6 separate regions of the Mus musculus genome follow, and regions 1, 2, 4, 5 and 6 are each linked to region 3. The links are chromatin contacts, called in public promoter capture Hi-C maps. All regions are on one chromosome and are shown on one strand. Each heading gives the region's core, a stretch centred on a gene start, on an enhancer-like site or on the middle of the called end of the contact. The rest is flanking DNA. Distances are from core to core; before and after follow the strand shown.

Evidence for each region. Promoter capture Hi-C pulls out the DNA fragments that hold promoters and counts their contacts.
Region 1: a contact with region 3 is called in a promoter capture Hi-C map of pre-B cells, with 2.3 times the contacts expected there. The contact joins the promoter of Odc1 here to the promoter of 1110002L01Rik in region 3. A contact is called at or near these places in 3 of 39 promoter capture datasets (cranial neural crest, maxillary cranial neural crest and pre-B cells).
Region 2: a promoter capture Hi-C map of pre-B cells shows a contact between it and region 3. The contact joins the promoter of Cpsf3 here to the promoter of 1110002L01Rik in region 3. A contact is called at or near these places in 3 of 39 promoter capture datasets (cranial neural crest, maxillary cranial neural crest and pre-B cells).
Region 4: a promoter capture Hi-C map of pre-B cells shows a contact between it and region 3. The contact joins the promoter of Ywhaq here to the promoter of 1110002L01Rik in region 3. A contact is called at or near these places in 2 of 39 promoter capture datasets (cranial neural crest and pre-B cells).
Region 5: a contact with region 3 is called in a promoter capture Hi-C map of cranial neural crest. The contact joins the promoter of Rock2 here to the promoter of 1110002L01Rik in region 3.
Region 6: a contact with region 3 is called in a promoter capture Hi-C map of pre-B cells. The contact joins the promoter of Iah1 here to the promoter of 1110002L01Rik in region 3. A contact is called at or near these places in 4 of 39 promoter capture datasets (cranial neural crest, frontonasal cranial neural crest, pre-B cells and 1 more).

The regions. Positions count from the first base shown.
Region 1 is chr12:17,543,498-17,546,273 of GRCm38.p6, forward strand. It overlaps Odc1 (ornithine decarboxylase, structural 1), which reads left to right and starts at 1,376. Exons shown (of 12, transcript NM_013614.2): 1 at 1,376-1,671. Gm22748 (a small nucleolar RNA gene) reads left to right here and starts at 2,649; the gene lies at 2,649-2,776.
Region 2 is chr12:21,284,698-21,287,587 of GRCm38.p6, forward strand. Cpsf3 (cleavage and polyadenylation specificity factor 3) reads left to right here and starts at 1,600. Exons shown (of 18, transcript NM_018813.3): 1 at 1,600-1,847. The coding sequence starts at 1,798. It overlaps Itgb1bp1 (integrin beta 1 binding protein 1), which reads right to left and starts at 1,587. Exons shown (of 7, transcript NM_008403.5): 1 at 1,409-1,587.
Region 3 is chr12:3,425,174-3,428,210 of GRCm38.p6, forward strand. 1110002L01Rik (RIKEN cDNA 1110002L01 gene) reads right to left here and starts at 1,574. Exons shown (of 3, transcript NR_030694.1): 1 at 1,328-1,574. Asxl2 (additional sex combs like 2, transcriptional regulator) reads left to right here and starts at 1,684. Exons shown (of 13, transcript NM_001270988.1): 1 at 1,684-2,039. The coding sequence starts at 1,983.
Region 4 is chr12:21,415,981-21,418,864 of GRCm38.p6, forward strand. It overlaps Ywhaq (tyrosine 3-monooxygenase/tryptophan 5-monooxygenase activation protein theta), which reads right to left and starts at 1,456. Exons shown (of 5, transcript NM_011739.3): 1 at 818-1,456. The coding sequence starts at 1,111. It overlaps Gm4419 (predicted gene 4419), which reads left to right and starts at 1,902. Exons shown (of 4, transcript NR_166748.1): 1 at 1,902-2,102; 2 at 2,236-2,310; 3 at 2,650-2,854.
Region 5 is chr12:16,893,548-16,896,294 of GRCm38.p6, forward strand. It overlaps Rock2 (Rho-associated coiled-coil containing protein kinase 2), which reads left to right and starts at 1,431. Exons shown (of 33, transcript NM_009072.2): 1 at 1,431-1,783. The coding sequence starts at 1,643.
Region 6 is chr12:21,315,025-21,317,724 of GRCm38.p6, forward strand. It overlaps Iah1 (isoamyl acetate-hydrolyzing esterase 1 homolog), which reads left to right and starts at 1,368. Exons shown (of 6, transcript NM_026347.3): 1 at 1,368-1,488; 2 at 2,352-2,404. The coding sequence starts at 1,408. Cpsf3 (cleavage and polyadenylation specificity factor 3) reads left to right here. Exons shown (of 18, transcript NM_018813.3): 18 at 1-32.

The DNA.
Region 1 (2,776 bases), core at 126-2,625, about 14 Mb after region 3:
GGAGTGGAGCTGGGTTGTGGATTTTCTCTAGGGACCTCTGGAGAAAAGCCAGTGGGGTTTGTTTGTTTGACTTTGTTTTGTGATAGGGTCTCACTATGTAGCCGTGGTTGGTCTGGAACTCTTTGTAGACTATACTGGTCTCAAACTTAAGAGATTTAGCTGGTCAGAGAAGGAACATACCTTTAATCCCAGCATTCTTGAGGCAGAGGCAGGTAGAGTTCCACTAAAGCCAGGGCTAAACTGAGAGGCCAGGTCTCAAAAACAAACCACCCAAACCAAACAAAAAACAAATAAACAAAAGCCTGCCTCTGCCTGAGTACTGGGATTAAAGGTGTGGGTCATCTGGCCCTGCTCAGGCCCTTGAAAAGCTTCAAGTTTTTTCCTTTGCTGTGATTCAAGTTAGTTTTTTGGTACTGCTATGGTATCTCAACGTCTGGGCTGGGAGAGGGGTTTTAACTGAGAATTAACAAACCATTAACATCGTATACATAGTATACATAGTAACAAATTGTAGTGTTCGTGTGTTTTTCCAATACTGAATATGTAAGTCAGTCCCACTTGTTCTTTAACAATGTAACTTTGGTGGATACAAATTTACTGCCCAGACTCTGTTCGCATTCAGGCTTCTCAAAGTTGTAGCTACCCTGAAAGACAGAATAAGAGAGACAGCTGGTGGCTGTCCACCACCTCTTACCTTGTCCCTAACACGCCTTTCAATACGACCCTTGCTTAGATAGAAGGCGTACTTAGCATGCAACTGATGCCTAACATCTAGTTGGAAGCCACCAACATAACACGGAGTGGCCGGGTCAGCCTCCGCGGGCTTGTCTCTCAGCAAGCTTTCAGGCTTAGGCATACAGGGTCGTGATGCAGGGTCAGTCTGCGCCACCAAGTCTAGTCTATGTGGCCGGCGCACAGCTCACGGCCCATCCATCCTCCGCTTGCATCTGCGATACGCCTGCCCCGCTAGGGAATACCACCCCCTGAATGGAAAGCCGAGGAAGAATTTTGCTAGTCTTCCAGGTCTGGGTTCAGCCGTTAGGACCTGGAGAGGGGGAAGAGATTGTGTGCCTAGGCGGAGAGGTAGGGGGCGAGAGACTGGCGACCAGGTACATGTGCGCATGCACCAGCCGACTCCCGCCCGCTGCCCATAGGGCCCTGCGGCATGCTGGCAGCCAGGACTGGTGATGTGGTGCGCGTGCGCAGGCCTGCCGCAGGGCGTGTCCGACACGAGGCCCGGCGGGGAGCGCGGGGCGTATGGGCGGGTGGGTGGGCACGCGCTGCGCCCCGCCCCACTGACGCGCCCGGCCCGCGTCCCCCGCCTCCGGCGCCGGGACCCGGGTTGGCCGCCACGGAGTCCCCGCCCCTCCCCCGCGCCTCCCGGCCGGAACCGATCGCGGCTGGTTTGAGCTGGTGCGTCTCCATGACGACGTGCTCGGCGTATAAGTAGCGGCGCGTCGCACCGTCGGGCTTTGTCAGTCCCTGCAGCCGCCACCGCCGGCCGCCCTCAGCCAGCAGCTCGGCGCCACCTCCGGTCGGCGTCTGCGGCGGGCTCGACGAGGCGGCTGACGGGGCGGCGGCGGCGGGCGGACGGACGGACGGACGGGCGCTCCTCGGGGTTTGGCGGCGGCGCCTCCATGGGTCAGGCCAGCCGGGCCACCGTGCTGTGAGGTGAGCGGGACGCGGGAGGGATGTGCGGCCACGTGTCGCGAGGCCCGGACTGCGGCCGCCGGCAGGGGACACGTGGCCCGGGACCGGTGACCTTGCGAGCCGCCGCCCTGAAGGCAGCTGCTCCTGGACCTCGGCTGCAAGCCCTCGGATCCCCCCATGGGAGCCCTCTTCGCGTCAGCCGGACTCAGCGCTCCACTTGCCCGGGTGATGATGGAGGGCAAGCCCGCGGCAGGTGCAGGGGAGCGCGGCCGCGAGCAGCGGTCCTGCAGTTAGTTTCCTGCTGCTTTCTTTAGTTTCACTACGTGTACAGAGCAGAGGCGATGACCCGGAGTGGAAGTTGGTAGACCAAATTTAGTCTGGGAGTCACTGCTAATGAATACCCACCAGCTGTGACTTGGAATTAGAACTCCTTGAATGACTTAGTGGTTTAGGGGAAAACGGGTTCCCGGCTGTCCCGGAAACCCTACTCAGAATCCTCAATAACTGGAAAAAGTGTGGGGGGCAGAGCCTGTCAGGAATGTCTGGGAGAGGACAAAGAATGTAGTGGTTTGTTTTATTCAAACCTAAGATCGGGCAGACTTTGACTGATTGGAATTCTTTTCTGTTTTAATTGGCTTATATCTTCCAGAGTTACCTTCTTGTGCTAATTGTCTGACACGATTTAGCTACTTCCCATACCAAAATGTGTTAGTAACATTTTTCTTTCAGATCTTATCTATTATATTATTTAGGCAAAGCTACAGAAAGGCAAAACAGTATCTCAAAGCTTTTCGTGTTTAAACCGGAAGGTTGCCTGGAAAATACTTAAGACCTAAAATTACAAAGTTACTGCCAAAGCCCATTCATCAGTTGTAAATGATATACAACGAGTTGGCTGGCTCTCTTCTCTAGTCTTAACTTAGGAGAGGTTTAGGCAGCTAACGGAAGTTGACATTGCCAAAAGTCTCGTTAAATTAAGGCTTAACATGTTTAACCATGCATGGATTTGGATTTATGGCAGGCTCTTCCCCGTGGGCCTCTCATAGTGTCCCATGCTAGAGCAAATTGTGGCTCCTAACCATTGCCCAGCCTCCGTGCCTGTAGGCTGCAGGCACTGAAGTGGGTC
Region 2 (2,890 bases), core at 350-2,849, about 18 Mb after region 3:
AGCACCAAAACTTGGATCCTCAATAAGACAGGTAGATGCTCTTATCCACTGAGTCAGCTCTCTGAATGAATGATCTTGTCCTACAGAACTCCTTGTGGCTCTAAGGTCTGCCTCCACATTTTAGCCACAAAAAGAAGGAGGAGGGGGGCTGGAGAGGTGGCTCAGCGGGTAAGAGCACTGACTGCTCTTCCCGAAGGTCCTGAGTTCAATTCCCAGCAACCACATGGTGGCTCACAACCACCCGTGATGAGGTCTGGCGCCCTCTTCTGGTGCATCTGAAGACAGCTACGGTGTACTTACATATAATAATAAATAAATCTTTAAAAAAAAAAAAGAAGGAGGAGGAGGAGGAGGAGGAGGAAAAGAAGATAACAATGATTTCTTTCAAACACAGATCAGAGCTCAGTATTATTAGGCCGTTGTTCACCGGTGTCCTACTAAGATTTGACTACTAAGATTTGACTAAGGAAGGTCAAATCCCTCCAGCAAGAACCCACCCAGGGCTCTCCAACCACTCTCTCTCAAGCTTGTCTTCAACAATGAGCTACACATCTCTCAGGAACGCAAAGCCACTTTGGTTCTGAGCGGTTCTAAGCTCCTGTATGTTCTTATACTATCTAACTTTCCCTCCCACAGAACTCTCATTTTGTAAGTTCCTTGGCAACTACTTGCCTCGCACAACTTATTTCGGGCCTTTTAAAGAAAGCCTTCCTTGGACTTTCAGGTTGGACTAAAAGACATCAGATCACAGCATTAAAATGTCATCTTCTTCTTTAAACTCCCACTCCCTCAACTAACTAGTGCAAGGCGAGGCTGAATTGGTTCTCAGTAGATAGACAGTATAGCGGAAGAGGACTCGTTACAGGGTTCTGACAATTGCCCTAGGAGGTGATATCCAATAACGTCGCCAAGATGCTCCAGAAACCGCTAGCCCTCACTCTGGCCCATCTGGAGCAGCCGGTCCCTAGGGTCATCGGAGCCTTCCGAGCAGTGAGAACGCCCAGCTGCATTCACGTGAGTCAACCAAGCCAGAGATTCAATAACTTGTCCCACATCACAAAGTTTACTTGGGGACCCCGACAAGATCAGGCTTCCAAAGCTCTGCACACATGCCTCGCACAAGTGAGGATGTAGACAGCTAACTCCAACCCCACCTGGGTGCAGCAACAAGCAGAGGGAGGCCTCAGGGTCTTGCGGAGCCTGGTCCCCGGGGAGGCAGGCGGTAGACCTGTCACGGGAACGCGGGTCCCTCCCTGACCGGGCGCCGAGCTCCTCTTCCTTTCCCCGGTTTGCACTCTGTCGGTGCCTCAGCCTCGGGACGTGGAGGGAATGGGAGGACGGCGGGCTGCGGGGTACTCCCCACACACCCGCACCCTCTGGCCCGGCTGAGGCGAGGCCCGGTTCTCACCTCGCCTCCTCGGCTCGTTCCCCGGTCGCCCCGGTCTCGCGGGGTGTGGGATGGTCCAGCGGCGGCGGCCGGTAGGTTATTCCAGTTCGTATTCCAGCTCCGGCTTTGCCAGTTTTCCTGCCCTGGTCCGCTGGGCCACGCCCCTATCATGCGCAGGCGCAGTCTTTAGGCCGCGCCTCCAGTTCCTTAACCGCACCTCCGGGAACCTAAAGAACCTCGTTCTCGAACCGGAAGTTGGAGGGCCGAATCTAGCTCCGGGAACGCTAGAGCGCCGGAAGTTGTGTGTTGGTGGTGGGGGTTTTTTCTTCTTTGGTTTGCAGTAGCTGTGCTTTGAATTTAGAGACTGCGGCGACGAGTTCGTGGTCCACGCTGCTCCTGAGACTGCCAGGATGTCTGCGATTCCTGCAGAGGAGAGCGACCAGCTGCTGATCCGACCCCTGTAAGGGATGCGCTAGAGAGGGAGCGAGCCCCCCTCCCCGTATGTGTGAGAGCCTGGAGGGACCCCCGCGGAGGCAGCTGCGGGTCCAGCCTCTCAGGTTCAAGGGATTTGGAGAACATTGATCGATGGGCTATCTAGGTTGAATGTCATTTTTCCTTCAGTCTCGGGGAGGGTATTTTGGGGAAAAAAAATCCAGGTCATTGGGTGTTTTCATAAAGAAAGGGTTGCCAATTAACACAAGTCTGGATCTCGTACATCAGAGCAAGCCTTGAGGGAACCGACAGATAGAGGACACTGCAAGGAAGAACTGCATCTGCCTCCTTTCCAGGACCCTACACGTGCTCAGATGGGCGGGGAAATTAAAGACGTGGTGTATGTACTTTGAGAGCTCAGACCTTAGCAGAAGGTAGGAGGAAATTGGAGAGGGGAAAGCTGAGGCGTTTCCGCGAGAAATTAAGAGCTAAATCACCATAAAAGATTGGTTTTAGTGGAAATGGCGTTCTGGAATATTTTGTAGAGAATTGCCTCACACATTTAAAGGTGCAGAACGTACTGGATGAGCGGTGAGACTCATCCAATACACGTGGTTGTTGTTCAGCATGAGACACTATTTGGCACCACATGAATGTGTACATTTTCAAAGGCCGGAAACTATCTCCTTTACCCACTCATAAAGTAAGATTTACTGAGCACTTACCAATGAATGTACCCAAGTGATGCTGTCATCTCCCTATATACACTAAGCAAATATCAAACAAAATCACCAGGCATGGGCTGAGTTCATTGATTTCACGCCTTTGGTGAAATTGTAAAGTGGGGAGTGCTGGAATGAGTTTGTGAAAATAGACAGCTACGTTGGTGTCAGACCTGAAACCCAGTCTTCCTGTTTAATACGGAAGTAGCCTCAATGAACCCACTTCCTCATGTGGAAAAAAGCACTCACTGTGAGGAGTGCTTGCTCTTGGGCAGTGCAGTGATACCAGTGACCGTGCTCAGTGCTCATTTTGACATCTGTTTCAGGAGTATAGGTCAGCACTGTGCTG
Region 3 (3,037 bases), core at 324-2,823:
TGAGACAGTGTCTGAAGGACAGCCTGGAACTTGCTCTGTAGCAGACCTTATGGATAACCCAAGCTTCTAATCTTCTTAGTGCTTAGATGACAAGGATGCACCATGACACAGAAAATATTTTGACAGAGAAAATATTGCCAATAGTAAGGAGTTCTATGAACTGCTGAAACCCATCTAGGGAGCGCCTACATTCTAGACAACAGGTTATCACTAGAGATGTGCCTTCATGGTGAAGGCCTGCAATCCCCGGTACTATGGAGGCTGAATAATTTGGATTGCAAGGTCAAAACTTGCCGAAGCTGGGGGCTGGAAAGATGGCTCAGCGGTTAAAAGCACAGACTGCTCTTCCAGAGGTCCTGAGTTCAATTCCCAGCAACCACATGGTGACTCACAACCATCTGTAATGAGATCTGATGCCCTCTTCTGGTGTGCATGAAGATAGAAATCCGTGTACACTTGCCTAAGCTACAGAACGAATTCAAGAACAGTCTGGATAATTTAGGGGGACGCTGCCTATGTAAAAACAACAGAATGGCTGGAGTACAGCTGAGTGGTAGAAGGCTTATGCTAGCCTGCAGGCTCAATCCCCAGTACCCATGGGAGGCGGAGAGCTTGCATTGAGCCACATCCCTAGCCGCTGTGCATTCTCCTCTATGTTGTTTACAAGAACAGATAATCAGAGATAAAATGTTCTGGATATTCAGGAGGGTGTTACTGACATTATGAAGAGTGAATAGTTTCTTGACTAGACATAGCTGAACCATTCAACAAATATTTAACGGATTCCTGATACATATAGGCTCTGTGCCAAGGGAGATAAAACATACTTCTTTGATGATACCAATCACATGTAAAAACACAATGCGATTTCTAAACTCCTTTTTAAAAAATATTTATTTTATGTATGAGTACACTGTAGCTGTCTTCACTGTAGCTGACACACCGGAAGAGGGCATCGGATCCCATGGTTGTGAGCCACCATGTGGTTGCTGAGAATTAAACTCAGAACCTCCGGAATAGTCAGTGCACTTATCCTCTGAGCCATAAACGTGGTTTCTGTTGGCCTAAAAAAGGTCTATTTACTTTGCGAGACAAGGCTTGGTAGCTAACAACTTAGTTTTTGGTATATTCACATCCTATACTAGAGAGTTGGTAAATCAATCTAACCTGTCTCATCTATTAATCAGATTAATAATAGACAAGAACTGCACGCGGTACGTCTTCAAAAAGATAAGCTTTGTAAAAAATGAACTTGAGGACAAGACGATGCATGCCTGTAATTACCAGTAATGGGAGACAGAAGTTCGGAGTTTAAGGTCCGCCTTACCTGAGCCTGTACCACAACAAAATAAAACATGCTGATTAAAACGGTAGTTGGCAAGATCACTTGATCGTCGGGCTCTTTAAGTTTCCAGAGCCACTCCTCAACACACGCTGCACGTAACCGCGCAATCAGCCTTTCCCGAAAGGAGCAGATTCTGTTTCCGCCAGAAGATCTTCCCGGCGGGTGTGACCGCCAGACATCCGACCCACAGACCATGGGCCGCCCTCCGTCGTGCGCAAGGGCTCGATGCGGAGACACCGGAAGTGCAGGGGCGTGGCTAACTGCTGCAGCCTGCCGGTCCGACGCCGAGGCTGGGGGCGCGCGCAAGTGCGCGCTCGTTCGCGCGGCCTGCAGCGTACAGTAGTGACGGCCGCGCGGCAGGGGTCACGTGACCACAGAAGCTGCTTGTACAGTAAGAACCCAATATGGCAGCGGCGGTAGCAGTGGCAGCGGCAGCAGGACCGGCCACCCCGTAGAGCCCCCTACCCCCGCCACTGCGCGCCTCCGCGGCCGCTTGCTCGCTGAGTTGCTTCTCGGGTCCGACTTCCCCTTTCTCCCACCTTTCCTGGCACCGCGGGAAAAGCAGTGCAGGGCGCAGCAGGCGAGGGAACGCAGCCGGAGCCGGGGCACGGAAGCCTCCCAGTCAGTCAGAACCGACATGAGGGAAAAGGGCCGTAGGAAGAAGGGCAGGACCTGGGCGGAGGCCGCCAAGACGGTAAGGAGGAGGGAGCAGAGAGAAAGGCTGGCAGGAGTTCGTTTTCTCGCCGGCCACCCGTCGCAAGGCAAGGGAGGTCACTTGGCCCCGCGACCGGGTTGAGGATCAGGAAAGCGCGCGCAGAGAGCGGCAGTTACGGGCGCGTTGGAGAGCCGTGAGGAGACCGAGGCGTCGGCGCGAGGAATCCGTCGCGCGACTGCGACTTCTCGCGGTGGCTACGACTGGACCTCCTCGGTGTTGTGAGGTTGCCTTTCGGGGTCATGTCGCTGTCGCCCCTACACTGTTACCCCTTGTCTCGGCCCTGTGTGTTGTGCTTGCCCAGTAACCGGTTCTTCTCCCTTGTGCGCCTCGGAGAGCCCCGATTGGATGCAGACAGGAGGCGGTTTGTGCGTGCTTCCAGCCCCGGAAAGGAGAGGGGAGCGCTTGAGCTCGGTGGCGTTCTCCTGTCGAGGCAGAGGTGCTGCCAGACCGGGGCCCCCGCTTATCTTGCTCCGGGAGCCAATGTGAGGTCACGAGGCTTTTGTGTTTGCTGTGAGAGCTGAAAGTGCAGGAGGTGTTTAGAAACGAAGTAACAGGTGGGACTCAGAATTTTTTTTTCTGTTTCCGTAGAGACCTACTCTGAGTAAGGCTGCAATGCATGGTGGGACGTGTAGTTTATTGGCTTTCTTTTTCTCCTTTCCTTTTTCCTTTCCTTTCCTTTCCTTTCCTTTTCTCTCCTCCCCTCCCCTCCTCTTTTCTTTTCTTTTCTTTTCTTTTCTTTTCTTTTCTTTTCTTTTCTTTTCTTTTCTTTTCTTTTCATTTCTTTTCTTCTTTTTTAAGTTAAAGTGAAAGTGGACCGGACCAATGAAGTTGTGATTAGTGCCCCTCACTCCAATTTTGTTATATGGAATTTAAAAGTCATTTAGCAATGAGTATTTGTGAGAAACATTGTTTTGAAAAATTTAAAACGTGTATTTACGAAGAAAAGAAACCTTAAGGAGAAATTGAAGTTTCATCAA
Region 4 (2,884 bases), core at 206-2,705, about 18 Mb after region 3:
TCTATAACTACCTATCAATGTGAACAGGAGTCACAGTTTGCAGCATTAATATCTGACACTCTATGGCATGCTATTTAAATTTTAGAAACTTGCTTTATTGAATAAGAGATCTGGGCAATGAATGACTCAAGATTTAAAAGTGCCCCCTCTAATAAGGGTGAATCATAGCAGTTAACATCCCGGTTGGGACTGGATAGTGCAAAACCTGGAAAGCCTTCCTTGCCCATCCACACCAGAAATGCTTTCATTTCCATACACCGGACTAAAGTGAGGCAACAAATAGAAAACAAACAAACAAACACTATTAAATAGTGAAATTTGACCAGGGCATGGTATTCTTCAAATTATCTGTATCCTTTTCATCCAGTGAACTCATCCACCCACCCACCCCCACACCTCTTTAGCAAGGAAAGGCTCAACATATTCTTACATGAAAAATAAAACATGTCTAGATTTTTCACTCCTAAATCTTGGGGGGCTGGGGAAATTCTAGCATCTCTATGGTAAAAGTCCCCATGCCTTCTACGACATGAAAGAACTTACAGATCTCAGGACCACTCTCCTGGCACAAGGTTAAATAGGTCTTTTTCAGTCTTGTGCAAGCCTACGCGGCTACTCCCCCCAAGTTTTTGTACCCCAGAGCTTGGGAAAAAAAGAGTTACCCACCCCCGAGAAAGCTCTGAAACAGGTAAGAAGGAAGCCTGGGGCTCAAATCACAAACTCTCTATCCCACAGGTTTCTCCCCATCGGGAACACCACACAAAAGGGGTGTCGCTCCCGCCGCCCTACTCCCTCACTAATGCCGGCGCCAACTCACCAGGACCGTGGTGCAGATGGACCTCAGCTCCGACTCCACTTTCTCCCGATAGTCCTTGATCAGCTGCAACTTCTTGTCAGAGGTGTCGGTCTTCTGCTCAATGCTCGAGATGACCCTCCAGGCGGACCTGCGGCCCCCTACCACGTTTTTGTAGGCCACCGACAGCAGGTTGCGCTCCTCGTTGGACAGCTCGGCGCCCTGCTCCGTCACGGCTTTCATGCAGGTGGCCATGTCGTCGTAGCGCTCGGCCTGCTCGGCCAGCTTGGCCTTCTGGATCAGCTCGGTCTTCTCCATGGCGAGCGAGGGCGAGCGCCGAGCCGGATCCGGAGTCCTCCTGAGAGCCGCGAGGGGCGGGGCGGGGCGGCGCCGGCGAGGACAAAAAGGAGCGAGGAGAGAGCGCGTCAGACAATGCAGCCGGACGCCCGCTTTGTCTCAGCGCACGAGGCGGCGCGTCCTCCGGCCTCTCACGGGGCCGCCGCCTTCCGCCCGCGCCCTCCGGCCCGCCCGCCGCGCCTCCCCAAGGCCGGAGCGCGGGCCCCACCCGGCCCAAGATGGAAGCGGCCGTTGGTGCCGCACCTTCCCGTCCCAGCCCGAACCTCAGGCGCGCGGTAGCCTAGCAGATATGAGGACCGTGCTCCGCCAACCCGGCCTCGGTACCTCGCGGCGGCTGTTGCAGCCGCAGTCCCAGAGCTGTGTCCGCACTCACCTTCTAGTCTCCGCAGCCGCGACGCGAGTCCCACCACTTTGATCTGCTTTGGGCTTTAGCCGAGGACCCTCCCGTCTCAGCCTAGCACGGAGCCGACGAGCTCGCCACCGACCAATAGAACGCTGCACCTCCCCAAGGAGTCCCGCCTCTAGCTTCTCCTCTGTCCAATGAGGGGCGAGCGCGCGGAAGGGGGCCCAGGGGGCGGGGCGGGAAGCGAAGCGGAGGCTCCGAGGGTGGGTCGGCTCGGGTAGGTTCGGTTGGCCCGCAGGCTGCGGCTTCGGCCACGGGGTTTCCTCCAATTAGATCCAGGGTGAATGGACGTCACTGTTGCCATGGCGATGCTTTTCCAACTCCCCTCATCCTCCCCGCCAGCCCGGCACTCCTGGGTGCGGCACGGGACCGGAGGTGCTTTCGACCTCCGAGGCTGCGACCGCGTGTCCTGTAGCAGCAACCACTGCAGATGGGGCGTTGCAGCTCTCGAGCTGCTGCGGCTGCAGCTGGACTTGGCAGGGGTGAGATAATTAGCCCTTTTGATGCACAAGCGCCTTCCTTTCTTCTACCTTCCTGTTCTTGACAAAGGTTTGTATCCCCAAGACATTAAAATGCAACCCTTACAATTTTCCTGTTTCGGCTACAAATTAGAAATATCCTGATCCCCATTAAAAAAGGATTCGTTCCCAGAGAAAGTGGCTTAATTCAAGTTTTCACACAGGCACCCGAAAGCCAGCAATTCCCTTATGGAAAGGTAGATTCAGGAGATCTGGGCAGGACTGCGTGGCAGCGTCAGGTAAGCATTTCTTTAAAACGGGGAAATGACATTAAGCACGATTTGAACAAACACAGCTGTGACTACCCGATCCCCGGAAGCATATTTCTTAAACATTTCTTTACTACTTTTCCACATTAATGTCTAAGTACACCCTGCCCCGAACACACACACCTTTGTACTCTGTAAAGCATGTATGCATGCTTTTGTTTTTTGTGTGTGATGGGTTTTTTTTCTCCTGATATATTTGTGAAGATCTCATGTTTTTCTCTGCACAATAAACACCCTTCTGAAATGAGAGCATTTGCCCCAGATGCCATGTATTCAGGGTCACAGCTAACATTTTTCTCCTTTAAATAGGCTCCCTTATTTCCTAGCCCTCAATCCAATTCCTAGTGAGGTGGCTGTCCTACCGGACTCAAAGAATGAAACTGCCACCTGGGCTCTGAAGAGATGCCAGTTCCAGTAGTTCCTCAAGGGTTCAAAGAACTTCAGTGACTGCCACAGGCAAAGTGGATTCAAATGCTAAACGGAACCAAGCAGACCGAAGACTGCAGAAAGGAAGGTCTGACACTGAGCACAGATGGGGGGGGGG
Region 5 (2,747 bases), core at 181-2,680, about 13 Mb after region 3:
TGCTTTTTAGCATTTTTTTGTTGTTGTTTTCAAGACAAGTTTTCTCTGTGTAGCTCTGGTTGTCCTGGGACTCATTCTCTAGACTTAGGTTAGCCTCAAACCCTCCTGCCTCTGTCTCTCCCCAGAGCTGGCATTAAAGACCTATGAGGCCACCACCCTACTTGACATCTTTAGAAGTGGGGGGAAAATCCCATTCAGTTAGGAGCAAGTGTGTTCTCTCACTTGTTTAGCTGCTCATTTCAAAGTGTTCATAATCCCCTTTGCATTTTTTCACTTCCGGTAAATTTTCCCTAGTCTCAACCGGCTTGCAATACCCGTAGGATTCTTCCCGTGAATATGACAAGAGCTTGTTTGGATTATTCAGCTGCTGGAAGATTGGGTCCACTCCCAGGGTTTTGGTCATTGCGAACATTCTGAATAGCCCTGCTGTAAACATCTCCACGCAAAGTCCTCCTCTTTTCGGATCATTTCCTTACACTTGGACTTCCTTAAATGGCCTTACTGGGTCAAAGGGGCTCTGTGAACAGTTTTATAGCTCTTGGCACATAGTTTTCCGATTGCGCCCTGAGAGGATCTGACCAATGGCTAGGGGGCAAGGAGAGGGCAGGAATGCGGAGAAGCAGCCCCTCTCTTTCACTCTCCAAAAGCAAGGGCCCCGCGGATGCAGAAGCGCTTCCTTATTGCCTCCTGTTCCCTCCGCCTGGCCAGTGTCTAAGGTCTAAGGCCAGGCGGGCACCTTGGTCAGGGAAGGGCACAAAGGTTTCTGAGAGTTTAGGATTTATGACCCGGAGGCAGAAACAACTCCTCCAGGCCTCCCAGCTCCGGGACTCAACAGGATTCAAACGAGTCCCACACTCTTAGCGCGGGCTAGGGGCGCGGCCTCCCCGCCCCCTGGGAGCCCCAGGCGCAGGCCTCAGGCGCACCAGGCCTGGGAAGGGCGCTGACCCGGGGCGCAGCAGTTCGGCGCGGCTTGCATAGCTGCGCGCTGAGTCAGCGGGACACAGCGGGCGGGGGGCGCGGACGTCAACTAGGCCTCTGGGTCCGGCCGGCGACGTGGGACACACGACGGGGACCACGGGGCACCGCGCTGCCATCCGTCCCGCCTCCCAGTCCCGCGAACCGGCCCGACGAGGCAGGGAGACTAGCCAGGCGGCGGGAACGGAAAAGAAGCCTGGCTGCTCAGCCCGGTGGCGGGGCGTGGCCGGAGGCCAGGGGCGGGGCGTGCCGCGGGGCCGCGCCGGGGTGGGCGGGGCGGGGCCGGGCCGCGCGCAGCCGACCGCGGGCGGAGGGGCTTGTGGGTAGCGGCGGCGCGCGGCCGAGTAGGGACGCGGCTCCGACTGCGTGTGAGGGGAGCGGGCGTGTGGGCGCGCGAGGCGGCCGGCGGCGATATGCGGGTGGACGGGCGACGGCCCTAGCGGCCTGAGCCCCGAGGGCGGGGTGGTGCGGCGCGGGCGCCCCTTCCCCGCTCCCGCCCGCCGGGTCCTGGCGAGCTCGCTACGGGCCGGGCGGCGCGCGTGCGGCTGAGGGGCGGGGACGCCGTGTGCCTCGCTGCTCCCGGCCGGGCCGGGCGGCTCCTCAGACAGCGGCGCGCGGCGTGCCGGGGCGGAGGTTCCGCGGGCGGCGCTAGGCCCGGCGAAGCGGCATGAGCCGGCCCCCGCCGACGGGGAAAATGCCCGGCGCCCCCGAGACCGCGCCGGGGGACGGGGCGGGCGCCGGCCGTCAGAGGAAGCTGGAGGCGCTCATCCGAGACCCTCGCTCGCCCATCAACGTGGAGAGTCTGCTGGTAGGTGCGGGCTAGGGAGGGAACTCCCCGCCCTGCCTGGTCCCCCCTCGGCCCACCCGCCCCGCTTCCGGCTGCCCGGGGAGCTGGAGACCCAGGTTCCAGAGTGGAGACCCCACCTGGGATTCTCGGGTCCACCTCCCTGCCGAGCGAGTGTCATCTCGGCCGCCCCCGTTCTTGGAGCGCGCAGGGAGGAAACACCCCTGGTCTCCTTCCCGCCTACCCAGTTGGTTTGGGGCGGAAAGGTGGAGGATTGGCTGTGCTTCCTACACTGGGCTACCCAATTTGAAAGTGTCACGCAGTGTGGGAGCTAGGGTGAAAACCCAGGGAGAAAGAAACCCGACGCTCTTCCTATTGGGAGTACCACCGGGGGCACACGACAAAGAGCTCGTCAGGAAGCTGGGAACGCACAGCTAGCTCAAGTTTGCTGCTTTCAGTTGCTCTTGGACATTCCATAGTAGCTATTTAGTACATTTGAATTTATGTAAATTAAATTTCCGGAGATTGTTGCTCTGAAGCCAAGAAATGAGTCTGAATTGTAGAATGGGATAAATCTCTCCCCTTCATCTTGTCTTTCCCATAGCATTCAAAATCCAAATTAAGAGCCTTGGAAAAGGCAGCTAACTGGAGCTCGGTTAAGAAAAGAACACGATTTACAATAAATGCCATGTAGAATGCTGGTATACTTCTGGTCGTGTTGAGGGAAGCGATTATGCTTGGCAAACGAATTTGATTAGTGTGCACCTAGAGTTGCATTTATGGGAAAAAGTGGTGTGAACGTGTACCCTGAGGAGAAGTCGGAAAAAAAAAAGATACTCCGGCTATTAGCTTTGGAGGTCTAGACTTAGGGTGGGTGATCAGGCATTCTGTGCCAAAAAGCATGTCAGACCTGAGCTCTGCTAGGAGAAGCCTAGTGACTCTGTGATGAGAAAAACTGTCTCCTCCCTTTCCACTGACTAACTTTTCT
Region 6 (2,700 bases), core at 118-2,617, about 18 Mb after region 3:
GTACTGGCAAATCTGAGTTTTGAGTTGAATGCAAATGTTGTGCCACAGCTTTGAAACCCCTGTTCTCCACACCCTTACCCAATTCCTTGGCTTATGATTCTAAAACCACCACTTTTAGGACTCATCTGTTATGGGATCTACATGTTCAATTCAGAGATGGGGTTTTATGCCTCAGATGTAGTGTGAGTTAGTTCATTAGTCTGGTTTTCTAAAGGACATAAAATTCAGACCAAGGAGAAAGTGGGTGGAGCTCAGTGATGTTTCTCTGATGTTAAAATTAGTCAGTTCAAGCCAGATTCAAGTACATAAAAAACGCAGGTTTGTTGGGCCATCAAGTTCACTGGTCCCAGGGCTGTCAAGATGGCTCAGCGGGTAAGACCACTGACTGCTCTTCTGAAGGTCTGAGTTCAAATCCCAGCAACCACATGGTGGCTCACAACCACCCGTTATGAGATCTGCTGTCTGAAGATGGCTACAGTGTACTTACATATAGTAATAAATAAGTCTTGGGGCTGGACCAGAGCAAGCAGAGGTCCTAAATTCAATTCCCAACAATCACAACCATCTGAACAGCGTACTCATATACATAAACAAATCTTAAAAAAAAAAGTTCATTGACTACTACAGAAGAGTCCAGCCCCTGTGCTGGACAGTCCAGGGTTGGGGGCAGGGTACCAGGTAGGGGCTGAGCAGCGATGCTGAAAGAACCTGGAGGCCAGGTTTGCTATCTATGTAAAATAGCAACACTTCAGTTCCTTGCTGGGATTGTCACCCTTCTCAAGGGAGTGCTTCTCCTTCAGAGCACACTATCAAGGCAAAGAACTTCGCCCATGTAGCCTGTCTTGTCTACCTACCCTCTTGGGTGTGTAAACGCTCCGGTGCTTTGCTAACAGTGTAAATCTGACTTCCTTAAAATGAAATTTCTATAAAACAGCCAAATTCCCATGTTTTTGGCCTATACCAAAAGCCTAGGGCCCCCATAACATACAAAAATTTATTACATAAAACTAGAAATTTCCTTTTAATAGCTGGGGCATGTGATACCGTGAAGTCAGGCGGTCTACAGTGAGGGTCCCTAGACACCTCTATCTTTTACTGTGCCCATCAAGTCCAGTACTGGAAGAGGAAATCCTCCACTTGGGCATGGCCAAAAATGGACGAGTGCTCCTGCTAAAAACGAGATTTCCAAGCACCACAGCTATCCCCAGTCTCGGAGAGGCGGGGTTGGGGTGAACCGGTGGCAGGACTCACCCGGCCGGGGACACTCGCTTCAGGAGACCTGAGTGCAAAGAGGTTTGATCTGGGGCTCACCCCGCCCACGGCTAGCCCCGCCCGCAGCTAGCTCCGCCCACGGCGCGAGGCTCCTCCACATCCGGCGCAGCCCTGCGGGGTTTTGGGCTTTCTACCATGTCGCTGTGCGAGCGAGCTGCTAGCGGGAGCGCTCTGCTCTGGCCTCGCGTGTTGCTCTTCGGGGACTCCATCACGCAGGTACCCGCCGCACCCTCGGCTGCATCCGCGTGCGTGTCGGAGCAGTCCAGGCGCGGTTCTCCCCCACCCCACCGTGCTCCGCGAGCCGGTACGGATCCCGAGCTGCCCGACTCCCCCGGACTCTGGATGGCCCGGTGCGCGTCGGGGTGCACGGGAGCTTAAAGGGTCCGCCTTCGCTTGGTTGCAACCTCCTGCGGGTTCTTCACCGAAGCTACTTTGAACTTTGAACCGACTAGTTCACTCCTCTCTTCCTCAAGCGGCTTAGGTCCAGTACCAAGTGGTTTTTGAAAACAATGCTTTCAACAGCATGAAAAAGTAACCCTATCTGAAAACATATAGTTCCCGATTGAGGAAATTCTTCAAGATGCCTTCCTTCAGGGAGATTAAAAAACAAAACAAAACAAAAAAAGACGCTTCTCCACAATTTACTCGTACGCGGGCTTGGCTTTCCCTAGTAATTGGCAACATTGTTTTTAGATATTGGGCATTAAGTTTTTGTGAGTGGGCGAGATGGCGCAATACTGCTGGAGGATTGCCATGACTGTCAGGGAAATCAATAGAGCATAGGCTTCCTTAGTTTTCAGCTGTGGAGAAATGGGATAACATTATGTCAGCTGACTCAACATAGTTGAGCTTTCTGCTGTTCAGATAACGAATGTCTCTAATGTTAGGTCACAGTAAAACCCTCTCATGTCCAGAGAGTTTCCAAGTGAAGCCACAGTAATTCTCAAAATACCTTCCCAAGCAAGGAAGGCAAGAAAGAAGCCTGGGAGTGTCTAAACGGAGTCTGCATCTAACAGGCCTGGCCCACCACCATGCCATAGTGTATAGCTGTGTGGGTAGTAACAGACTTCTTTCTTCAGTTTTCTTTCCAGCAGGGTGGATGGGGCTCGTTGCTGGCTGACAGACTAGTCAGGTAAGAACAGTTCCTAGATTGTACTTGGCTACTTTCTGGTGGGAAGCATAGTCAGAGTGAATGGTGGAGGCTTTTATCTGCTAGCTTTCCCCTCCTGGATACATGTTAAAGGAAAGGAATTCAGGTTCAACAAAATCGAGTTTCTACCACATGGGAACCAGCAGCACTTGTATTGGCTGCTCTGCCTTCCTGGAACCTTTCAAACCAGCCTGTTAGTGGGTTCCTAACGTTCTGTACCCGTTTGGTTAACGTCTATCGGAAAGTCCATTTTAGATGTACCTTGAGTCACCACTAAA